2 separate regions of the Gossypium arboreum genome follow, and region 1 is linked to region 2. The links are chromatin contacts, called in public Hi-C maps. All regions are on one chromosome and are shown on one strand. The core of a region is the stretch at or near the end of the contact, and the rest is flanking DNA. Distances in the headings are between cores, read along the strand shown. Region 1 holds the start of LOC108484193 (putative MO25-like protein At5g47540). Region 2 holds the start of LOC108489041 (ras-related protein RABA5a).

The links. A called contact is a pair of places that touch in the nucleus more often than the background predicts.
Region 1: a Hi-C map of leaf shows a contact between it and region 2, with 6 times the contacts expected there. The contact joins the promoter of LOC108484193 here to the promoter of LOC108489041 in region 2. A contact is called at or near these places in 4 of 5 Hi-C or Micro-C datasets (all in leaf).

What each region holds. Positions count from the first base shown.
Region 1 is chr6:11,467,338-11,472,982 of ASM2569848v2, reverse strand. It overlaps LOC108484193 (putative MO25-like protein At5g47540), which reads left to right and starts at 2,768. Exons shown (of 11, transcript XM_017787893.2): 1 at 2,768-3,253; 2 at 3,502-3,663; 3 at 3,797-3,915; 4 at 4,303-4,377; 5 at 4,688-4,781; 6 at 5,120-5,179; 7 at 5,510-5,578. The coding sequence starts at 3,134. LOC108486764 (a long non-coding RNA gene) reads right to left here and starts at 2,632. Exons shown (of 5, transcript XR_001871554.2): 1 at 2,187-2,632.
Region 2 is chr6:11,245,923-11,251,345 of ASM2569848v2, reverse strand. It overlaps LOC108489041 (ras-related protein RABA5a), which reads left to right and starts at 3,511. Exons shown (of 6, transcript XM_017793275.2): 1 at 3,511-4,180; 2 at 5,323-5,384.

The sequences.
Region 1 (5,645 bases), core at 1,519-4,018, 220 kb before region 2:
TCAAGACTCATTTCAATTCAAATAAAATTATGAAGTAAGCAACAATAAATAATGATTTGATTGTGCACCATTACAGGATAAAATGATGGACTCCTAAGTATACCTCATCTAAGTTTTAATAAACTAAAATATCTTTCAATAACATTGCGCGCTGATGCATGCTTTAAATTGAAAAATTCTTTTGGAGTACTTGGTTAGTGACCTTGATGCCGTTCATTCAAATAATATCTTTGTCCCCTAAAAGGTGCAAAAAAATCCCTCACAATTTGTATAACCAATATTAACTAGTTAATAACAACCTATATTAAGAAAACACTATTTATCAATCTCTTGTTTTCAATATTAGTATGATCTAAAAAAATAACTAAACTTCCTCCATGTCTATGTCTCCTAGTAATGACATCTCGAAGAGCTCATCCATCAACATCAGAACCTTCTCAACCAAGAAGAACATATATCTTCAAATCATAGTATAAATCAATCTCAAAACAAAATGTGATGCATATATCTTCAAAGCACATAATGCAAAGCTAAAAAGAATAACTATAATGAGAAACGGCAATGCTCAGAAAGCCTTCAAAGTCGATATATATATATGAGATGGAGAGAAGGTTAAAGAGTTAAATGCAAATAAGACATTACCAGAATTATATTCTATCCAATAATTGAAGCGGAATGTATTGAAGGATGTTTTCTTAGATGGGAATATCAATGTAGGTTTTCTTATTTCTTCCAAGAGAGCTTATAACCTTAGAACCATGGAAGAATGATTGAAATGACAATAGGTAATTATTTTGGTAACTTTGAAGTGCTACTGGTTTATGTTCTGGTAATGTAATTTTTTATGGTAGAGTTAACAATCTTGACCAGGATCATATTAGAGAGAATTAAGTTAAAAGTCTCACAGATCTTCAATACTAATTTCAGTAACCGTAAGAAAAAAATCAAATAATTTAATTGCAAAAGAGCTTATAGTGATTCAGTGAATACAAGAGGCTTAGTTATGGGTGGAGCAAGCAAGCCAAGGGGCTAAGGGAGTAGTGCTAGTGGTCGGAGGCGAAGCAAGCAAGGGAGGTTGGGATGAGAGGCAAAAATAAAAATACAATTTCAATACTAAAAAAAGAAGAAGAAAAAGTAAAGCAATATGTTTGAAGAAGTAAAACAACATGCCCATAGCACAATGAATAAGAAACACATAAATAACATAACCCAACAAAGAAGAAAAAGCTAAATAGGAATATTTCATGATGTGAAATAGGAGATGACTAGCATTTCGAATTTAAAGGAATTTATGTTTTTTGGTTTCATAGTTTAGGGATTCATCAGCTGACAGTTGGTCTAGATCATTGGTCCAGATACAACTCCACGAATGAGTTTCTATTTGGTTTCAATGATTTTTAACTTGTATTCATTGTCTTGCTCTGCTTAGCTTTGTTACAGGAAAAAGGTTGCATTTAACTAGAAACTCATGGTGTCAGGGTTTATTCCAAGAAATCCACTAATTACTTCTTCAACTATGCTTGTAGGTACCACTGAAGACACATGAAAAGAAGTCTATCTCAAAGTTTTTCTCAACAATGAAAGTTAAAAAGGAACAAGTATCAAACATGGAACAAAGTGTGTGTGATGAATATGTCAAAACAAATTTGCAGAATAACTTAAAGGAGGAACCTAAAAGCACAGATGATAGACTTGCATCCTTAACAGATAAAACCGTTCACCTTTTTTAGTAATCTATTCACCATTCACTTTAGCATACTCTAAATGACAACAAAATCAATCACTCGTAAAATAAAACCAATCAAATGCATTGCAAATAACTTCAATTAACAACAAGTGCTTTCTTTCACACAACAAATGAATAAGAACACCAAAAGAACACATGCAACCCCAAATCCCCCTTAAAAACGCTTCTTTTCCTTTGATTAATTAATGCTTTTAACAATTTAAACCCAAAATAAAACAACTTCCAATTTCCTGTTAGAACGAGCCAACAAAGCCTATATACTTAATCATGAAGTAAAGGAAAAAAAAAAAAAAAGAAATCACCTACTAATAAAAAAACATAAAGGTCTTTTTTTTAAATGGTGCAATATAAAACCAAAAGAGCTAAAAATCAGTAAATGAATGATATTAAGTTATTAACATACAAGGAAAATGATCATAGTTTATATGAAGAAAAATACCTGAAACTAGGTTAAAACTTCTGGGTTTGTTACAGAAAACAAAGAAAGAAAGGAGAAGCCTTTGTAAATTTTTATTTAGAGAGAGAAAACAAGAAGTAGCTTTCTTCTTGCCTTTCTCTATGGCATGCTCGAGAAGAATTTGGGGCTAGTGGCCGAAGACGAAGCAAGCAATAAAGGCTGGGTGAGAAGGGCTGTCGGGTTGAGTGAGGAAGGTTTCAGAACGGAGAAAAACAAAGGTGAGTCTCTTCTTGCCTTTCTATATGGCATGCCCGAGAAGAGTTTAGGGCTAGTGGCCGGAGGTGAAACAAGCAATGGAGGCTGGGTGAGCACGGTTGTCGAGTTGAGTAAAGAAGGTTTCAAAATGATAAAAGGTAAAATTGAAATTTTTGAGACTAATTTCTTATTCCACACGTCCTGAATGACCCATTCAGTGGGGAGGGCAGGGAACAATGCTTTCTCTTCCCTGAGTAAGCCCATATTCAACACGGGCTGACAATTGCGATAAACCAAACAATAGTGCGGTGATGAGCCCATTGAATTGGGCTATAATATATTCATTCTCCTCCAACCAAACATGCTCTTAAAGTAAAGGACAGTAACCAACGACCAACAGTTGAGTAATTCATGTTAAAAAGGGAAATCCCAAAGCTGAGCAGAGCCGTTGGATAAGTAGTAAGTGATCGAAATAATCAAATCGCAGAAAATATCGGAAAAGAAGCCAAATCAACCAAAACTCACCTTTGTTTAAACATTCCAAAACATTAACTGAAAAAGTGACTGAAAAACTTGGAGCGATTTTCTTTTTTAGTGAAAGAATAGGAATTTGTATAAGCAAGCCGGGCGGTGCGACGAGCAGAGCCGTCGCACAGAGGCTCAGGCATCCCGCAGCACAACCTGATAGTACTTCTACATCATCAATCCTCTACGATAAGTCATCGTCTACCAAGATGAAGGGGCTTTTCAAATCCAAGCCGCGAACTCCCGTCGATATCGTGCGCCAAACGCGTGATCTCCTCAGCTTCGCCGCCCGCTCCTCCGAAAGTCGTGAATCCAAGCGGGAAGAGAAAGTTCGTTACTGAAAACACCTTTTACTCATAGCATCTTAATTGTTTCGACTTGGTTTTATTGCTATTCGATTTCTTTTCTTTGTTGATCTGGATCGCCCCCTTTGGATTTTGATGACGGCAGCATGTGATATAGTTACTATTGGAATCGAATATGTATGATTTTGTTGTGCCTGAGCAGTTATTGGATTTGCCGAAATTAACATAGGTTCGGTGTCTAATCCTTATATTTTAACTTAATCTTGACGCAGATGGCAGAATTGTTTAAGAATTTAAGGGAGTTGAAATCTATTCTTTATGGAAATAGTGAATCTGAGCCAGTCTCAGAAGCTTGTGCACAACTGACTCAAGAGTTCTTCAGAGAGAATACGCTGCGGCTCTTGATCACTTGCCTTCCTAAATTGAACTTAGAGGTAACTGATTGACTATAAAGTTAAGATGACTTAACTTACTCAACAATGTTTACATGAGGAATTTCCTTGGCAAGAGTTGTTGTTGTCCCCGTTGTTGCTTCTATGATTATTTGACAAGTGGCTTCCTTTGCAGGCAAGGAAAGATGCCACTCAAGTTGTTGCCAATTTGCAAAGGCAACAAGTGAATTCGCGGTTGATTGCTTCTGATTACTTGGAAGCGAACTTAGATCTTTTAGATATTTTAATAGCAGGGTAAGTGGAAATCTTAAAAGGTTTATTACTTTACTTTTTATAGGTTGGTTTTCAATGTAACTTCAATGGTTCGTTGGATCTTTGTCTTTGTGTTATCAAGTCTTGACAACTTAATGCCAGAGCTAAGATGATAAGTTACTGATAGTTTGCAGCATTTTGTTTGGTTCTTTGATTAAGCAAAAGAGACTATGGCGGCACTTCCATTACTGGGTTCTTCTTATCGATGGACTCACTTATGTGCCTAACATTTGCCATGTTTATATTGGAGCTATAATCCTAAGATGATATCTGGTTTATGCAATATTTTGGCTATGCTGGAAAATTGAGGTTTATTTTGTATCCATCATTTGATCACAGTATTCTGATTTTTAAATGCTGTTTACTCAGTTATGAAAACACAGACATGGCTTTACATTATGGTGCAATGTTGAGAGAATGCATACGGCATCAGACTGTTGCAAGGTGAGAAAATTCAACCTAGTTAACTTATGCCTTCATGACTTGGCATCTCTTCTTTTAAGTGAATATAAATGAATACCCCGATTCTTTTTCTAATTCCTCTTTCTAATCAGCAGTGTTTCCATCATGGTTGCGTTCAAGCAGCAATCTTCTCCAATATTTACCTTTGAAATGTTTTCTTCTATAATATGTATTCTTTTTACATTTGAAAGAGAGCCTCAACTCCTAAAGTTTGCATTGAAAGGTTTCAAATTAATGGAAGATTTTTGGATATATTATTAGCTCTATGTGTCCTGTTTTGTTTGATTTACAGATATGTTTTGGAGTCACAGCACATGAAGAAGTTTTTTGACTATATACAACTTCCAAATTTTGACATTGCTGCTGATGCTGCTGCAACTTTTAAGGTTGTGTACTGCTGATCTAAGTACTATAATGATCTTGTTTCCTCCCATTTTCTGTCTGCTTCTTACTATTGCACTTTTCATTCTGCATTTGTCATTGGAATCTGGTCTCAGAACAACCTGTTGTTTGTTTTATTTTTTAAAGTAGGTAAGGTTTGCTTTTCAATTTTATGTTGATTGATGAAATGAAGATGCTTTTCAATTTCAGTTTTTCAAAAAGGTTGTTATTTGATGTTGAGTCATCTTCTCATGAACTTCCTCATCTTCCTCCATTCTTTCTTTAAGGGTTTTGAATTGTGCATCTGACTTCTGATGTTCTGTAATATCTTGTTTTCTTATAGGAGCTCTTGACAAGGCATAAGTCCACCGTAGCTGAATTTCTTTCCAAGAACTATGACTGGGTAAGTGTAGCTCCTCCATTCTTTCATCTTTTAAATTGTGGTGTTTTGATGCTAAATATGAGCAGGGTTCTAGGAAAATCTTTTCAGTTCACTATTATTTTTAGTACTTTTTTCACTCTCCATTATTATCAGCTTGAAAATTGCTTCAATTGGAATCACTTTATTTGCTCTTTCATTTTTGACTAGATATTTTATTCACATGGTTGTTGATTGTAATGGTGCTAGAAGTAGCTACATTAAGATCCCATTGATTTCTTCATATATAAATGTTAATGTTGAAAGTTTTCATTAGTTAGAGCTCAAAGAAACAAATCGTATTTGTTGTTTCAGTTTTTTGCAGAATATAACTCAAAGTTGCTGGAATCAAGCAACTACATTACGAGACGACAAGCTATCAAGGTATGCCCCTTGCTAAAAACAGTGACTATTTTAGTGATTCTTTTTCAATCGAAACAAAAACTTGTGC
Region 2 (5,423 bases), core at 2,262-4,761:
AGCGTTTTTGACATTATTTGTTCAGAAACATCTTTTCAAAATTATTTTTTCAGAAACTACTATAGAAAAAGAGCGTCCACGTGGAAGCTTTTTTTAGTACTTTTGCTGACACTGTACCCTACTTAAAGCATTTTTTACACTATTTGTTCAGAAACATCTTCTCAAAATTATTTTTTCAGAAACTACTGTAGAAAAAAAACGTCCACATGGGAGCTTTTTTCAATACTTTTGTTGACAGTACATCTTGCTTGAAGCGTTTTTTACACTATTTGTTCAGAAACATCTTCTCAAAATTACTTTTTCAGAAACTATTGTAGAAAAGCGTCCATATGGGAGCTTTTTTCAGTACTTTTGCTGACAGTGCATCCTGCTTAAAGCTTTTTTGACACTATTTGTTTAGAAACATCTTCTCAAAATTATTTTTTCAAAAACTACTGTAGAAAAAGAACGTCCACGTGGGAGCTTTTTTCAGTACTTTTGCTGACAATGCATCCTCCTTGAAGCGTTTTTGACATTATTTGTTCAGAAACATCTTCTCAAAATTATTTTTTCAGAAACTACTGTAGAAAAAAAAGATCCACGTGAGAGTTTTTTTCAGTACTTTTGCTGACAGTGCATCTTGCTTAAAGCGTTTTTGACACTATTTGTTTAGAAACATTTTCTCAAAATTATTTTTTTAGATACGTCTTCTCTAATTTATTTTTTCAGAAACTATTTTTTTTATTGCTAATATATTTTTCCATAACCCTAAACAAAAATTATTTAAAAAATTTAATTCATAATTTAATTAATTAACCCTAAAACCTAATCTAATTTATTTTTAAATTAATAATTAATTTAATTAAGTAACCCAAAACCCTTATTTATTTGATTTTTTCTTAAAAATCCTAAACCCTAAAATTCTAACCCTAAATGCAAAAAAATCCTAATCCTAAAAAAAGGACAAAATACGTTCCTCGGAGAGTGTTTTGCTGACATGTCACCTGACATCGTGCAGACATGGACGTGCTTTCGAGAAATTCGGCACTTTCGAATAAATAATTAAAAAATTGACCTATTTCCATAAATATTAAAAAAAACTTTTTCTTATAAATTGCCCATTTATTTAGCTTATTTAATAATATTCTGAAAGTCATGCTTTGTCATCGTTGCTCTTTAAAATAAGTCTTTCCATTGGATGGATAACCTCCATTAAAATAGGCTACACAAATATGTCATAATTTATTTAAGGCAAAAAGAATTTTTTACAGAGTCTCACACATAAAGAAAATATTCACATGATGCTCTCCACAAACATTGGAAATCTTTCGCACTCATTCATCAAAAGGAAGAACTATTGTTATATCCACACAAAAAATGACCAAGACCTAAATAAGATCCAAGAAAGCAGAATGCTTACATGAGCTCGCGCTCTTTAACATCCAAGAGCTTATTTGCCAGCGTCATAAATCCATATGCGGCAAAATGGGATTCTCTCCATATAACAAGAGAAGCTTTTACCTTGAAGTCTGAGCTACAAAGCTTCCCTATCAAATAAGAGATGTCACGTCAATCAATCATAGTAATAATTACATTGACTTTACCTTAGGTATGACCTCTCATTACTACTCAATTTCGTTAATACCATTTTCTATCAACCTTTCCCTTTTACTAAAACATTGATTAAGGGGTTGTTTAGTATTACTTATGGCTAGAAAAATACTTTTGAATGAAAAGTTATGCTAAATAAGTTATTTTTTGTTGAAATTTTTAGTTTTTGAAAAGGAAAAATTAAAATTTTTAACTTTTTCGGTTCCAAAATCACTTTTGATACTTAATTACTTTTTCATCATTCCAACAACATAGTACTTCCTTTTTAAAAAAAAATTATTAATTAAAAATAAAAAATATTTTTTAAATAATACAAATGTATTAATATCTAATTACAAATATTTAATGTCATATTTAAATATTTAAAATATAGTTTATATATTCTAATTAAATTTTATAAATAATTAATGTTTATTGCTTAAAAATATTTAAAATTTATATTTTATATATTAAAAATTAACAATAAGTTATAATAAATTATTTTTATATTCTTACTAAAATATAATAATATTAACTAATTTAAATATTATTTAAATATATATTTATTACTTGATAATATCATATTTAAAATAGACATTTTAACAATAATACTAAACACTCAAATCTTAAACTAAACTTGTGAAAAGTACTTCTTAAAAGTACTTTTTCATAACACCTTTAAAAATACTTTTTAAAAACATTGCTACTAACCCTTAGTATCAGAAATTGTCTCAAACCACAATTTCCGACCCCTCTTAGTATCCTTTGTCTTGTAGATCACCCTATGAAACAACTCTATCCATTTAACAACCCAACTTGCTACATAAAGACATCACCAAACAACAAATAAGATTATAAGTGACAGGTTTCTTGAATATAATCCATATTTCTACGATAAAGTTTGAAACATGACTACCCACGGAAACAAGAATGGACATAATTATGTGGTCAAAATTGGGGTAACTGTAACTTAAGATCAACAAAATGTAGCTATTCGGAATAGGAAACAACAAAGTCTTTCCTCATTTCATGGCAACCAGAACCAGTATTCATCTTATATTAAGCTTTTAACTCAATATCTAATTAAACCAGTAATCTTGCAAGATTTGATTTTTTTTATTAATATGTAAGCATAAACCGAAAGGCCCAAGCCTTTCACAGAATTACATGATCAAAAGATCAGTGCAGTAGGCAGAAGTGTAAAGTTGAGAGTTTGCTTGGAACATTTTTATATTAGACAAAGGCCCAGTAGAACCAAGATTGACAGAATTGTGCTAGCTCAGGGCACCTAAAGTGTTGGTATCCTAGGTAATATCTTATCAAACTGTCGGCAACCTATTTACCAAGTGCGTGTGATCAAGCACGCTCTCAACTTTTGATCTTGCCCCTTCATTTTTAATTTTAGGGAGAAATTTATGACCATCTATTTTATTTACCCTCATATCTGTCACCGAATCAAACAATGTCTACTCTTGTTTTGTCGGCATATAGTTAAAATGTGCTACAGTACATACAGATAGAATATGATTATTCCAGTTGATTGAGTACTCCTTAACGTTTTAGCAAAGAATTAAAGAATTAAAGTTCGAGTCTTGTTATCAATCTCATTTGATGTCTGATCCATGAGTACCAAAAAACAATGAATGCAATAGATGAAATAAATCCTTTGGCACAGATTTTGGTGTACAAAAGTCAAAACCATGGAAGGTGGTCCAGTTAGTTTTGGAGAGCCAAAACATTACATTTAACCACAAGGAAGCGGCCAAGGTTTTCACCTTAGCTGCTACAGCAGCAGCAGTAGCTGTAAGTTCGTGCACCTAGGCAAAATGAAAGGTGGTAATGGGGTATGGGAGGTGGGTCCTTCTTTCTGCATCACCAAACTGCAATGCCGCCGAAACCATCTACTGAACAAGGTTGGCAATGTCAACTGCATTTTATGACAAAACCAAACAACGCTTAAGCTTTTGTGTAGATAAGGCACCTGCAAAATGATAAATGTTGGCTAAATATTAGCTATGCTCTAGTCTCCCATGGCCCCTACCATTTAAGAACATGGTCAGTCAGCAATATAAGTCCATATCATAATCTGGCTTTTTTTGTGGGAAGTTCAAAACCAACATACATTCCTCTTTCCATCACTATTAGTAGTACTGGAGGGACATCCTTCCCTAATCTTTAGCCTATGTGCTCAAACATTCCTGCTTCATTTCAACTATAGTTTTCTGCATATGGTTCCTCCACAACTAGAGTTTTCAACTTTCATACGCATTGAAAACCAATTCTTTGAGCAAGATATGGAAAGTTTTTTATCTATGATGAAGTCCAAGGGGAATATAAGGCCCAAAAAAATAAGCCCAGGAAATTAAGGGGTGGCTAAACCAGTAACCAGAGTAAGTGCAAATCTGGGGTTGTCTTGTCTCTGCACTCGGCTCCCTCACCTCCTTGGAAAAGCCTAACCCTTAAATCCTTTGAATTTGTATCTCTAAGCCATTGACATTATCATATAATCAGATCCATTGTTAACTCTTTTATTTGATCGTAATTCCTGGTAGAGAAAAAAAAAAAAAAAAAGAAGGGTGAGGGGAGCCTCCTGAAATTCTTCTTATAGCTGGTGAGTGTAAACAAACACGATCTCTTTTTCTTTAGATTTTTAAGTCCCTTTTTTTGTATTAATATTTGATGAGATTTACGAATTGGGTTTTGTATTTTGCTTGTTTCTAGATCATTTCTCAATCACATTTTTGTTCTTTTTTCTTACTAACTTTTACTTTGTATGTTTTTGCTAATCTCTGTTTTGTCAATACCTTGCTTAAATTCATGGTTTTTAAGATTTGATCATATCAAAATCGATTTTTTCTGCTCTAATTCATTTGGATATTCTAGACTTAGTTATAATGGTTCGGTGCTTTTAAGTTTTTTTTTTTTCTTCTTTTATGGAAAGAGTTAACTGGCTGTTCCATATATGAACTTGGTTCTAGCCTTTTAGTCAATTGCTAAATATAAAACAAAAGGGCAGTTTGCTTGGTGATTTAGTTTCTACCGGGGTCTCTTTGATGCAAAACTGAGTCTAGTATGCTATAATTTGATCTCTCTTTGCAAGATGCAGATGCTCTACTTTATGATCAAGAGCATATATATTTTTTTCTTTGAATGTTGAAATTGATTTACTTGGATCTATAGCTTATTTCCTGGTCAAAGTTCTCTAGTTCATACAATCAGAGTTTCTGTGTTTCAGTGAATTTTTATGAGCTGTTGACATAGCAGTAAAAGTTTTCAATCCTTAAATTTAACTCTTTAAATGACTCCTATTGAAAAATATATGAAACCTTTTAAAGACTGAGTTTTTCAGCATCTCTAATGATTAAAACAAAGAATAAGACAAAAAGTAACTTTTTAAAAGAATTCTTACAGTTAGAAGTGAAAGCACAAGGGCTTGTTTATATATGAAGTTCTATATTGTTTCTGTACCATGGTCCAGTGGTAATATTCAAAAGATTGAACTATCACATGTTATCTTATAAGGTCTAGTGCATAGTTGATGCATATTATTATACAATCAAGCATCTTATATTGCCCTTGCAGATGATTTATTGCTTATGATTGATTTCATATATAATTGTTGTTCAAAAGATCTTATCAATTATCAGTTCTTTGCTACCAAATTTGGCCTCTAGTTTTTTGTTATCTAATGACACTTATATCTGTTAACTTTTAAAGTTTATACAAAAATGATGTGATGTTTTACTGGTTAAGGGCAAGGACTAAACATAGGATTAGGAATCTTAGGTGGGCTATTAATCTGTCACGGTTGTTGGGTAAGTTGTTTTTTTATTTCCAATCGATTATTTGGATAT